Regions from separate parts of the Mus musculus genome. Here region 2 is linked to region 1. The links are chromatin contacts, called in public promoter capture Hi-C maps. All regions are on one chromosome and are shown on one strand. The core of a region is the stretch at or near the end of the contact, and the rest is flanking DNA. Distances in the headings are between cores, read along the strand shown. Region 1 holds the start of Mtmr4 (myotubularin related protein 4). Region 2 holds the start of Ankrd40 (ankyrin repeat domain 40).

Evidence for each region. Promoter capture Hi-C pulls out the DNA fragments that hold promoters and counts their contacts.
Region 2: a promoter capture Hi-C map of liver shows a contact between it and region 1, with 5 times the contacts expected there. The contact joins the promoter of Ankrd40 here to the promoter of Mtmr4 in region 1. A contact is called at or near these places in 2 of 39 promoter capture datasets (cranial neural crest and liver).

Annotation. Positions count from the first base shown.
Region 1 is chr11:87,587,921-87,594,654 of GRCm38.p6, forward strand. Mtmr4 (myotubularin related protein 4) reads left to right here and starts at 4,246. Exons shown (of 19, transcript NM_133215.2): 1 at 4,246-4,330; 2 at 5,469-5,513. The coding sequence starts at 5,511. It overlaps Septin4 (septin 4), which reads left to right. Exons shown (of 14, transcript NM_001368775.1): 8 at 798-932; 9 at 1,048-1,165; 10 at 1,255-1,356; 11 at 1,548-1,644; 12 at 1,736-1,898; 13 at 2,089-2,135; 14 at 2,396-2,623. The coding sequence ends at 2,107.
Region 2 is chr11:94,323,514-94,330,161 of GRCm38.p6, forward strand. It overlaps Ankrd40 (ankyrin repeat domain 40), which reads left to right and starts at 4,488. Exons shown (of 5, transcript NM_027799.2): 1 at 4,488-4,874. The coding sequence starts at 4,741.

The DNA of each region.
Region 1 (6,734 bases), core at 2,996-5,495:
ATGAAGTGACAGCCATTTGGCATCCCTATTAAGTGATACTTTTTTGTGTGTGTGCTAGAGTTTAAAAATATTTTTTATTAATGTGTTGTCAGGGTGAATGGTGTGTTTGTGCTGGGGCATGCCTATGGAGATAAGAGAAAAACACTGTGAACCAGTTTTCTCCCTTCACCTGTGTTCCTGGGATTGCCCACGCGTCTTGTAGGCAAGCATTCTTAGCAAGTGAGGGCTCTCATCAGCTACGTGCTGTTTTCTGTGCCTGGTGGCACACGTGAGGCACTCACGGGCGTTATGATGTTAGAGTGGCATTGTCTGAGCTCAGTTATCTTGTGGGGCTAATGAAATATGTGGATCTCAAGGTTGATTGAAACACTGCTTCATGGTGGACGACTGTGGAGTAATATCCATATGGCTATACAGTGGAGAGCACTGTACTACATTGCCATAGTCAGAGACACCATCATGGGAGAACTGGCTCTTGGGTAAGAACGACAAGAGGGTCTGGAGAGGCAGAGGCTCTGAGGCTGGACCATGAATCCAGACTTTCCCTGGTTTCTAACTGGTGCTCATCTGCTGCCCCTTGGCTGTCCTTTGCCTTGTCACCCTCAGTCCCTTTTGCTCCTCAAACTAGTATTTATTAAACTACCTGTGTACCTGTGTCATTTTCTCTCAAGACCCGAAACCCTCCCATCCTACTCAGGTGTCTCCCTGGACAAGGAGGAAAGCAAAACATGGCTCAGGCCAGACTTTCCCAGGCAGCCCCCACTCCCAGTCTCTCTGCTTGTCTCTCCTTGCCCCAGCTGGAAGCCTGTGGCCGAATACATCGACCAGCAGTTTGAGCAGTACTTCCGAGACGAGAGTGGCCTGAACCGCAAGAACATCCAGGACAACCGGGTGCACTGCTGCCTGTACTTCATCTCCCCGTTTGGCCACGGGTATGGTCTGAGCCTGAGGCTCCTGGGACCACTGGGGTCTACTAAGGGAACAGGCCGAGTAGCACCACAGGGCAGGGCTACCACTAGCGGGTGGTCACTGATTCCTGTTCCCCAGGCTCCGGCCATTGGATGTTGAATTCATGAAGGCCCTGCATCAGCGGGTCAACATTGTGCCTATCTTGGCTAAGGCGGACACACTGACGCCTCCTGAAGTGGACCGAAAGAAATGCAAAGTGAGGGAGGCTAGTGGAGGGAGGGGGCCAGGTGGGCGTCTAGAAAGGATGGGGTACCCAGAACTGTGGACCCCTCATCTGTTTGCCAGATCCGGGAGGAGATCGAGCACTTTGGAATCAAGATCTATCAGTTCCCAGACTGTGATTCCGATGAGGACGAGGACTTCAAATTACAGGACCAAGCCCTAAAGGTGGGGCCACCCTAGGGCCTCCCCTCCCTATCTTGTTTCTGCTGAGCAGAAGAGGGGAGGAGGATTCTATACAAGGACAGACTGTTGGGGTGGAAGAGGACCCTGTCATCTTAGAGCAAAGCAGAAGACCCAAGTGGAGAGGGACAGGGGATGGAACAAGGATGCTGACAGGCCACTGTACCTTCTCTTAGGAAAGCATCCCATTTGCGGTGATTGGCAGCAACACTGTGGTAGAAGCCAGGGGGCGGAGAGTTCGAGGCCGCCTCTACCCTTGGGGCATCGTGGAAGGTAAAGCTCTGAGCTTGGGACCAGAGTCCCCTTGCCCTTAGGAATTCTTCTTTACCTCTGACCCTGGCTGACTCCTAGCCTTGCCATGCAGTGGAAAACCCAGGTCACTGCGACTTTGTCAAGTTGAGGACGATGCTGGTGCGTACCCACATGCAGGACCTAAAGGATGTGACCCGAGAGACACACTACGAGAACTACAGGGCACAGTGTATCCAGAGCATGACCCGGCTAGTAGTGAAGGAACGGAATCGCAAGTATGACCAGGAGCCAGGACAAAGCTGGCCAGGGGAATCCCAAGTCCTCCCCTTATTACTCTGCAGGCCCCAGGCTTCACTCAAGTTGGTGCTGGGGTCCCCCCAACCTTACTACCCTCCTTTCCCCCTCCCTTCAGCAAACTGACAAGAGAGAGTGGTACTGACTTCCCTATCCCTGCTGTCCCACCAGGGACAGATCCAGAAACTGAGAAGCTAATCCGGGAGAAAGACGAAGAGGTGAGAGCAATACAATGCAGATGTCAGTCTGGGAAGTCCTCCGTTTGATAAGCCTCATTATCTCTTGGCTTGGGAATAGAAGGACCTATCCTTATGCTCTGGTACATAGGTGGGATGTTGAGTGGTTCTGCCATTTCCATCATACATAAGGGCCACCAAAGTCCCAGACTCAAGGGATTAGAATCTGGGGACACTTCTTCAATACAGTCAGACTCTTCCTATCAAACACCTTGCATTGATGATGTATGTGCCTGTTTCAGCTGCGGCGGATGCAGGAGATGTTACACAAAATCCAAAGACAGATGAAGGAGACTCACTAACTGGCTTTTGGACCTGAATATTTAAATCTCTTCTTCCTGCCTATGCCAGCCTCTATTCCCTGCATCAGCTCTGCTCAGGACCCCCCGCAGCTCCTACCAGTTCGCCTTATATCCCTGCTGACTTCTCAAGAGACTCAGAGGAAATAAACTAACCTATATGTGGCTTCAGGTGTCTCTGTATTTTTACCATTTCCTGGAAACATAGCTCCTATGACTAGTTTGAAAGGCTGATGGAAAGGGTACTGGTTTCTGGCTTTTAGTAGGAAACAGAAAGGGGGAAATTTCCCTTTCGCTTATAGAGTTCACTCAGCTTACAACATAGCTTGTCCTATTGACCATTTCTACTCTGGCTCCACTTTCTGAGCCTCAAGCCTCCATGTTTCCCGTATACAATACCTTCATTTTGTAGCTGCTCTTGGGAAAAACAAGGTATTAACTACCTGGCAACCTCTGATTTCCGCCTTTCCCCAGATTTGGGTAAATAGATATGCAGAATTAAGCTCCAAATTCCAGGAAGCTTGTGGTACAGTGCTGAACAAATTCTGAAGGTCCTGTAATTAGAGTGCTGGGACATAGGGAAAAACAAAATGCCATAGTCTCCAAGGAGCTCAGTATCACGCATGCGCTAGGTTAGACCCGGGTTCTAGACCCTGTAACTAAAACAGTGAACTCAGGAGAGATTTCTGTTTTCCTATGACTTAGTAACTGTAAGTACTTCAGAAACCAAGACGTGAGGACACTAGCCTAGGATCTCAGGGCCTAGACCCACTCCAGGACTCGGACTATCCGCCGAGAATAGGACTCTTTGCCACTTCAGTTTGGTTAGTAGTGGCGCGGATCACGGAGACCTCCAGCGTTACTGGTGACCTGCGTCCCGGTGCTGGCTCCAGGCGCTTCAGTCTTGTCCCTCTACCCCTTTTACAGACTAAGAAGCCGCAGCTAGCTAATGGCAGTCAGACCCAGTTTTTCTCTCTTGGCTGAGAGACTCTGGACTGGCGGCAATGCAGGTCTCGAAGGACGGCAAGGTTGGTCGGTCGTTAACAACCAGTCCAGATACGCAAAGGGAACCGCCAGCGCTGCCAGTCCGAGAGCTCCTTCCTCCCAGGCCTTCTAGGAGGGTCTTTCACGTTTTCCATTCCTGTGGCTTCAGCAGTTCCCGAACCCAGCTCTTCTCTTTCGCAGACAAAAAAAAAAAAAAAAAATCCAGGATTTTCTTTTCCATCGACCGGGCGACGAAACACGAGAGTGATGGAACCGAGAGTTTGGGAAGGGACCTTCCCCTTTCCTAGCCGGCATGCTACCCTTCCTTTCTCGCATTACTGGAGCAAAACAGAAACACCACTGGGTTAAAACGCTGAGCCACCGCGAGGTCATTTGCGAACTACCTCTCGGGCGGGGTCGTCACCGGAAGTGACTGCTACCATTCCCTGCAATGTCCCGCCCCCCAGTTGCGCTACCAGTAGGCGACGGGCGGCCGTACTTCCTGTCCCCGGAGCCCTAGGCTGCGACCCCTCTTACTCCTCTCCCATTGGCTGCCAGAGGGACGCGCTGTGATTTCCTATTGGTCGTGTCTGCTCTCTGGCGCCAAGCCTCCTCCCTCCGGGTACTGTCTGGTCTCCGGGTGCCGGATAGGTTACAAGCTGAGAGGGCGTCTGCCCACTGGACCAGTGAGCAGCGTGGAGAGTGAGGGCGGCGGCTGCGTGGTGAGGCAGGGCGGGACTTCGCGTGGCTATTGGCCAGGGCGGGTAGAGGCTAGAGATACGATTGGTTGGGGACAAGGGACCGTGGTGGGGTTCGAGCTGCGCGGCCTCAGCAGCTGCGGGAGACGGAAGTGGTGAGAGCGCGGCTTTGGAGGGTCGGGCGGACGCCGCCTGGGTGAGTCACTGTACCCCGTGCACTGCCAGCCTGGGAACCACAACGACCAAGTCCTGCCCGGCCCTCGCCGGCTCTCTTGAGTCCCGCCCTCTGTCATTTGGGGCTCCGCCTCCGAGGCCTTGGCCCCGCCCCTAAAACCTGGGCACCTGGATCTCCTGGCTGCTTAGCCCATCCTCCCCCACCCCCCACCCTAAGACCAGAGTCCCTAACTGTGAGAACCCTGGGCCTCCTAGGCCTGGTCCTTGTCGCTCCCTTCCTCTCTCTGTTTCTCAGGCCGCGAGCCAGGGAGCCGTGAGGCAGCACCTCCGGCTGGCCGCTTGCGGGCTCCCCCGTGAGGGAGGGAAGGTTGGTAGGATCACAATGGAGGCTTTAATCGCCGTAGCCTCCTATGGGGCTCTGCTGCACACCCCTCGAGCATACCAAACATGAAGGAGTGTCGGTGAAATTCAGACCTGGCTCCCTAAGTGGGCCCAGGAGGCCTTAACTTGAAATCCTTGTTAATTCGACCCATTTGACAGATGTTGTCTCCCAGGCCGGACTGGCCTAATTCTGCTCCTGTTGTGTGGCCTCCTCCCTCAAACCTTCACCTACTTGGTCTCAAGTATGCTCAGCAGGACCGGGCCAACCCTGCTGCTCTTTTATCACAGGTTGTGGTCCTCTCCCTCTTGTCCTCTGCTCTGGACTCTGCCCCCAGTAACAGGTCAGGTGGGTGCTACTCCTAGACTCAGAGACTGGCCGAACTGCCCTGTGGATTCATGCCCCTACCAGGGCCAAAAGTGAGTCCCAGTTGGGCAGTCTTTGTCTCTTCAGAGTTGGAATTTCTTCTCTTTTGTAGAGAGCAGGGTTTGGAGTGCTCTACTGCTGGGTGTGGGGATCAGAACGTTTGAGTTCTGCTGAGTAAGCTAGGATGATACTTAGCCTTGCTCAGGAACTTTTGTGGTGGAATTCTCACCGGGCAGGGTCACTTGTTGCTTCTTCCATTGCCTGACTGGTGTGGTGACTTTTTGAGACGCCGGATCCTCTGTGGTGGAGGAAAATGAGTTGCAGAGAAGTTCAGGGGTAGACCCGTGTGACAATCGTTGATTCTATGGTGATGTTAATGACCGTGCACTTTCCTCTTGTGTTCTGTCTCCTTTAGTGACGAGCAGGAGCAGGCAGCCAGGACCCTCGCCAAGGTAGAATGGTGAGTAGCTCCTTTTCCCTCATACCACTGTGTGTCTCATCCTCCAGTCTGACTCAGGGAAGCTGCCCCACCTCTCTTGGCCCTAGTGCCCCTGGTTACTCTGTTCACTTCCTAAACAGGCTCATTTGCCCTGATGCTTTTTTTTTTTTTTTTTTTTGGATGGGCAGTGTTGTTTTGAGACAGGTTCTTGCTGTAGAGTTTTGGTTAGCCTGGTACTAGACATGTAGCCCATGCCAGCCTTGAACTTGTGGGCAATCCCTCTTTCTCCCTCCATCTCCTAAGTGTTAAGATTGCAGGTGAATGCAGTGTGGGGCCTTGTACATGATAGGCAAGTACTCTAACACTGAGCTATGTATCTAGCTTATGGTTTCTTAGGATTGAAAAAAATATATATCGGGCACTATATAGCACTGGGCTCAGCAGCTTGTAGTTTTTCTCGGTGTTAGGCCGTCCCTTCTAACAAACCGCTATATCGCCTCTTACTTGGATCCCCGGTTAAAACTATGCATATTCTGGTTTAAGAAAACAAGTCTTTCTTATCTGAGATTCCTGAACTTCAGGGCGTGGTGGCACAGGCTTCTAATCACATCAGTTGGGGACAGAGAAAGGTGATTCTCAGTGACGTCAGCCAAGTCTTATGTAGTGAGTTCCAGAAAAGACTCCATGGTTTTTTGGTTTTGTGTTTAAATAAGATCCCTGAACTCCCAGTGAGTCTCATGAATATATTGTTGGTGCTGTCCCAGGAGTGATTCCACCCAAATTGTAGGCCTTTTCCAGCTCCCAGGTGTTGCAGTCTATTAAGCCACTGCAGGTGACAGCTGACTGAGTATCTACCTGGCCAGCCTTCTGACGGTGGGTCCTCTCCGTCCTGGTGGGAGAGCTAGGGCTCAGCCGTTATGATGAAGGAGACTGAAGCCCTTTCCAGGCAGGACCTAGCCTTTGTATCTCTTCAGTTCCTTCCAGGGGTCACAGGTTAATGAATTCAGCCAGTGGTGAAGTCCCTCCTCTCCTGGTTCTCTCTGTGATGTGTGCATTAGCCCCTGCTCTTTCCAGAGAGCCTACTGCTGAGCCTGCCCCCTTGGACTGATAGCTCATCCCCTATTCCAACTCGGTGGTGCACTGAGAACGCTGTGCACTTCGCACTGAGTCTCCTTTCATCGTAGCACCACCACTTAGGAGAACTGCACCGTTTCTCTCTAAGCCTACAGTCTCACCCGTGAA
Region 2 (6,648 bases), core at 3,238-5,737, 6.7 Mb after region 1:
GGATGAATGTGACAAGAGTTTCATCCCCCGGACTCACAGAGAAAGGAGAGAACCAACTCCCGAAAACTGTCCTCTGACCTCCACGGGCTGATCCACACACACAGACACTGGCACATAAAATAGAATGTAATTTTTAAAAAATTAAGGGCTGGAGAGATGCCACAGCAGTTGTTGGCATTGGCTGCTCTTGCAGAGGACCCAGGTTCAATTCCTAACACCCACATGGCAACTCACAGCTGCCTAACTCCAGGGTCAGACACCCCCTGCCCCCAGACAGACAGACAAGCAGGCAAAACACCAATGCACATAAAGTAAATTATATTTAAAAAGTTAAAATTAAAAATTGGAGGCCCAAAGTTGGTGGCTCATATAATCCTCAGGAGGTAGAGGCAGTCAAATGTCCAGGATAGCTGGGTTACACAGAGAAACCTCAACAAAACTTCTGTTATATGCCCACATCAGTGTTAGTGTGCAGATTAAATTAATTGATATACTCTGCACATTGATAGAGGAGACCCAACAGGTTCTTAATTCCTTTATTAGCAAGAGGGAAAGAACCTTTTTATTGTCAGAGTGGAGGAGTCAGCTCCCTGTGGCACTGACTGAGGAGTGTGGCAAAGCTCCAACCAGGTAAGGTGGAAAATGGAGGCCTCGAACTCAAGACCGACAGTCTTCCCACCCCAGCCTCCCAGTGTGTTAGCATATATCCCTCAAACAGAAATCTGAAGAGTTTACAGTTAAGAAACGCAAAAAAGTTTCCAAAACATGAAATAGATAACAATGAAGAAAACTGTTAGTCTGCTAGAAGAGGAACTTTTAAAAGTATTCTTTGAGTCTCATGAAGTTGAACTAGAATGGGTTGGTTGGGGGCTGGAGAGATGGCTCAGTGGTTAAGAGCACTGTCTGCTCTTCCAGAGATCCTGAGTTCAATTCCCAGCAACCACATGGTGGCTCAGAACCATCTGTAATGAGATCTGATGCCCTTTTCTGATGTGTCTGAAGACAGCTACAGTGTACTCACATACATGAAATAATAAATCTTTAAAAAAAAAAAAAAAGAATGGGTTGGTTGGAAAATTAGTTGGAAGCAAATCCAAAAGGCTAAAATACAACACTTGGGAAGCCGAGGCAGGAGGATTGTCCTTGGCTACACAGTTAAAGGCCAGCCTTGACAGAATGAGAAAAATCAAAGCCACCTCCTCAACTCTCCCATAACTTTCCAAGGTCACAAAGGATCTTAAGGTTATCCGTTCTGTGGCTCTTGAGCCTGTGTGTCACTCATCACTATCCCTGCCCACTCCATTGCTCTTCCTCCCACCCACTCTCAGTTACTCATCCTCAAGCTCTTTTGAAACTTTCTCTCCTTTCCCTCATTAGAACTCTTGAGAGTTTTTCAGTGTTCTATCTGGCCATCTTCTCTGGGTACTCACGAACTCCCTTGGGATTATCTCTTCCGTTTGCAAAATTTCAGCTAGCCCCTTCGGCTGCTGAGTGCTAGATTCCAACCTCCACCTCAGATCTCCTTTCTGAATTTAGTACTCATGCCTACCCTCTTTACTGGGACACTCTACTTATGTGAAAGTCAAAACCAAACAGAAACATAGTACAAAGCCAAAATAGAAAAACAGCTTCTGGGCTGGAGAGATGGCTCAGTGGCTAAGAACACCCGACTGCTCTTCCAAAGGTCCGGAGTTCAAATCCCAGCAACCACATGGTGGTTCGCAATCATCTGTAACAAGATCTGACTCCCTCTTCTGGAGTGTCTGAGGACAGCTACAGTGTACTTACATATAATAAATAAATAAATCTTGAAAAAAAAAAAAGAAAAAGAAAAACAGCTTCTTGGGTGAGAAGTAGAACTCCAAGCAGAGAGCTACCCTGGCATGTGGGAAGCTATAGGTTGAATCCTCAGCACTGAAAGAGATACATACAAACAAAACAAACATATAGGTCTGTCAACAGTTTCAAGTCAAGAGATTAAAAAGTGAATTCAGGGCTAAAGAGATAGCTCAGACAGAAAGGTACTTGCTAAGAGCGCTTGAGGACCTAAGCTTGGATCCTGTCTTAGGTCACCAATTTTGTTTTGTTTTGTTTTGTTTTGTTTTGTTTTTCAAGACAGGGTTTCTCTGTATCACCCTGGCTGTCCTGGAACTCACTCTGTAGACCACGCTGGCCTCAAACTCAGAAATCCGCCTGCCTCTGCCTCCCAAGTTTGGGGAATTAAAGGTATGTGCCATCACCATCCACTTCTTAGTTCTTTTTTTTTTTTTTTTTTTGGTTTTTCAAGACAGGGTTTCTCTGTGTAGCCCTGGCTACCCTGGAACTCACTTTGTAGACCAGGCTGGCCTCGAACTCAGAAATCGCCTGCCTCTGCCTCCAAGTGCTGGGATTAAAGGCATGTGCCACCACGCCCGGCCATTTTTTTTTTCCCAACTTGTAGTCTATTATCAAGGGAAGCCAAGGCAGGCTGTCAGGCAGGGCAGGAACCCAGAGGCAGGGCTGTTGAGCTGGTCATGCTTATTGGTGTACTCTTCTGGCTCACAGTCAGTCGCCTTTCTTTTTCTGTTTCTTTCCCTTTTCAGTTTTTGTTGTTTGTTTTTGTTTTTGTTTTTTTTCGAGACAGGGTTTCTCTGTATAGCCCTGGCTGCCCTGGAACTCGCTCTGTAGACCAGGCTGGCCTCAAACTCAGAAATCTGCCTGCCTCTGCCTCCCAAGTGCTGGGATTAAAGTGGCTGCCTGGCTCCCTTTTCAGTTTTATTTGTTTTGTTTTGTTTCCATGTGCATGTGTTTTGCTGGCATGTATGCATGTGCACATGTGGATGCTTAAACCTGAAGAAGTCAGAAGAGGGCATCTGATCCCCTGGAACTGGAGTTACGGATGGATGGTTGAGAGCCACCATGTTGGTGCTGAGAATCAAATCCTGGGCCTCGTTTACAAAAGCAACAAATGCTCCTAACTGTTGGCTTATCTCTCTAGCCCGATATAATTCTTTTAAGGAAAGAAAATTTAACAAACAAAAAACCATGAATTTTGGAGCGCACCTAATTTAATGTCATTGCTGCTGTTTGACTTTGTTTGTTACCACTCTGAGGATGAAACCCTGTGCCTTGTTTGGGTAAGTACTCTTTCACTAAGCCAAATCACCAGCCTGCTACAATCTTTTTAAATTGCCTTTAAAAAAAAAAAGACTGCTATTTCTTGTCCCTCAGACTGTGTTAAAGACTGAGTTTCAATGCCATTCCCATCAGCCTCAGATGGAGCACTATGTTGGATCCGAGAATTAAATTTTAAACTGTGGAAACAAATCCAAGTGTAGGCTCAAGCCGCGTTCCAATTTGCCACCGGGGTCAATTTAAGTGTTTAGTCAGTTGATATTCATCACTCCTGGTGTGCAGTGTGTACTGTGTGAATTACTGTATCATAATAAACAGACGTTGCTTTTTCTTAAGCAGTAACAAGACAAATGCATGCTGTGTGCCCTGGGCAACCCCGAAGAATGGAAATAAAGACGCTATACCTAAAAGTACCCCTTCCTGTTTCATCTTGGCTTTGTTCAGGCCCTCCTCTCTGCCTCCCCAGGGTGTTTTCCTTAATCTTTTCACCCCATCTGCAAAGTTCTCACCAGTGCCACATCAGGGATCTCTCCAAGGCACCTGAGCTCAGCAAAACAATATTTTCTGCTTGTCCCATTGGGTAGTAGAACAGTGCCAACCAAGGCTCTGAGCCTCATTAACTAGATTAGGCATGGAGTACTGCACACGGCTGTTTATGAACACACCATAGCTCTACCCTCAGTGCCTGGAATCAGGACTAGGATGACAAAGAGCTCCCCCCGCCCGCCCGCCCCCGCCCCGCCCCGCCCTCCGTCTTTCCTTAGATGACTTTCAGAATAATTAATTATAATTTATAAGCTATAACGAGTTGCATTTTATAAACTAGAATCAATGTTAATCTTCATGAAAGCCAAGTTGGAAGAATTTCTGTCTAAAACCGATAAAGGGTAAAATAAAAACAGTAACAGCTGAAATAAATATTCTAGCTGAATGGTCCCAAGCACTGACAAAAATAAGAAAGAACAGTGTCATCTATCTCTGCAAATAATGGGCATATTATAGTAGGATCCTTTTCAGCCCATTTCCCGTCCTGCTGGGTAAAAATTGGCTCAGATGGAAAAAAAAAAAAAAAAAAAAGAGCTAACTAATCTTGGGGGAGTGGGGGTGGAAACCCACCAATTATTTTTAATGCCTGCTAAACAGCCTGCTCCTGAGGATAAGGCTTTTCTGGCTCTCAAACGACAATGTCGGATCCCTCCGCCTCGCAACTATTCCTGTGTCTGTCCTCCTCGCTGGAAGCTGCCGGGTGGGAGCTCTAAAAATAGCCCATGAATCACAGCAGATAATCCAGTGCGGTGGTTACATAAACAGCCGGCCGGGGCGGCGGGGCCGCGGGTGGGAACGAAAAGTATCTAGGTCAATGTTGTCACACCGAATAGGGTCCCCCGGAGCCGGCCTTCGGAGGCGCGGTGGGGGAGGAGGCCTGGGCCTGCGGGGCCGCGAGCAGCCAGGGAGCTGTCGGTGGGCGGGCGGGCGCACGAGGCCCTGGGCCGGGCGCGGGCGGAGGCGCGAGCGGGGCGGGCGAGCCCGGCGCTCCCTCCCCATGGCCGGGAGCCGGCCGCGGAGGCGGCGGCGGCGCTGACAGGCTCGGGGCGGGGCGGCCCGGGGCCCGGGGCCCTGGGGAAGATGAGCGCCCTCCTAGAGCAGAAGGAGCAGCAGGAGAGGCTGCGGGAGGCGGCGGCCTTGGGGGACATTCGGGAGGTGCAGAAACTGGTGGAGAGCGGGGTGGATGTGAACTCGCAAAATGAGGTCAACGGCTGGTAAGTGGCGAGCGGGGGAGGCCCAGGGTTCAGGGCTGCGAGCTCGGGGCGTGGAGCAGTCAGCCGTGACCCAGGACGCAGGCGAAGGTGACGCCTGGTGCCCCAGGCCTCTCAGGTCGTGGCCCTTTCGAGACTGGCCCCGATCTCCCATTGCCTGGTGCAGTCAGGAGCGCATCCTCCCCAAACCATACCTTCTTCTGTGGTTGACCGCGGCCAGCGCCCTCCGGGACACTGGAGCCCACCCACGCCACCCCCCCCCCGCGCGCCCCCTGGCTCTAACTTGGCCCAAATGGTGATGCATAGAGGCTTTGATTCTCGGCGACTCTGCTCTGGATTTCATCAAGCTTGAATTAGTTTGCCATGGGCGCTTCTGAAGAACACTTCGTGCAGAGATGAAAGCATAAGCAACGAAGCAAATGCCAATCTTAAAAAACCAGCACGGTTTCTTTAGCCAAGACCAGGAGAAAAGGAACAACTACAAAACCCTCGCCACTTGCATAATAATTCTGCCTCAGTTGTTTTAATGCCACAGTGATTGGCTGTTGCCTACAGCTGCCTGTTGAGGGGAGACTCATTTGTCTGCCCTGTAGAGTGTTTTGTTTGCTTAGTACAATTTCCAATTAGAGAAATTTACCCAAGGCTTTACAAGTCGGCTAGCAGATCTGCCTCCTTCCCAATACAGAGTCTGTCTCATTTTAAGATATGAACAAATCTTTAGTTTCTTTCTTTTTTTTTTTTTTTTGGTTTTCGAGACAGGGTTTCTCTGTATAGCCCTGGCTGTCCTGGAACTCACTTTGTAGACCAGGCTGGCCTCGAACTTAGAAATTCGCCTGCCTCTGCCTCCCAAGTGCTGGGATTAAAGGCGTGAGCCACCACGCCCGGCTAAATCTTTAGTTTCGAGTTACTGAATGTGGTATTTCTTTCTACCCTTTTTTGACATTTTACAATTAATTTTTTTTAATTCAGGTAATGCTTATCTAGCCTCTTTTGCCAGTTTAAAGTTAAATTTGAATTTTAAACCCCCCAGTAAATCGAGCCATACATTTTGGAATGGAAAGGGCACTGGAGATCATTTGAATTCCAGAGAGTGTCTTGCCCTGATTGCACAATTGTCAATATGATAACAGAGTCAGAAATGAGATTTCCTAATTTCCTAAGAAAGCTGTCTGACTCCTTTCCCTAAAGAAACTAGCCTGGATAGCTGTCCACAGCCTGGAGACAGTGGACACTAATTTCTAGTCTTTTTTTTTTTTTTTTTGAAGCATTTGTAGTCAAAACACTTGTAGCTGTGTTTGCCTTGCCATGGCGTCCAAGAGCTGTGAATTCCTGTTTTGGCACTGGGAGGCGGTGTTTTACAGAACAATGAGCCTGGTCTTGCTGCAGGTTCTGCCTGCCTAGCTGTGTGGTCTTGCCTGAGTTACTTTGTTTTCCAGGTCTTTCAGAAGTGTTGTTAGTATTTATTGAGATGAAAAATAGCTACCAAGTATTGAACTTGCTCTATGGCACAGATGTGGTTCTAAACACTTAACCTATCTCAGGGTAATCAGGAGATATTGTTATTTTTCTCCATCTTAAAGATGAAGAAACTGAGACCCCAGGAAAATTAAGTAAACCATTCAGTTTTTAAAAATGCTCCTAAATTACTAAATTTGGGATTTAGTGGGTCTACATGACTGTTAGAGCTGAAAAAGGAATCTGACATCTGAGTCCCTCAGCACAGTGCCTGCCATGTGCTAGATATACAGTGTATATCAGGTGAGTTTGAGGTGACATG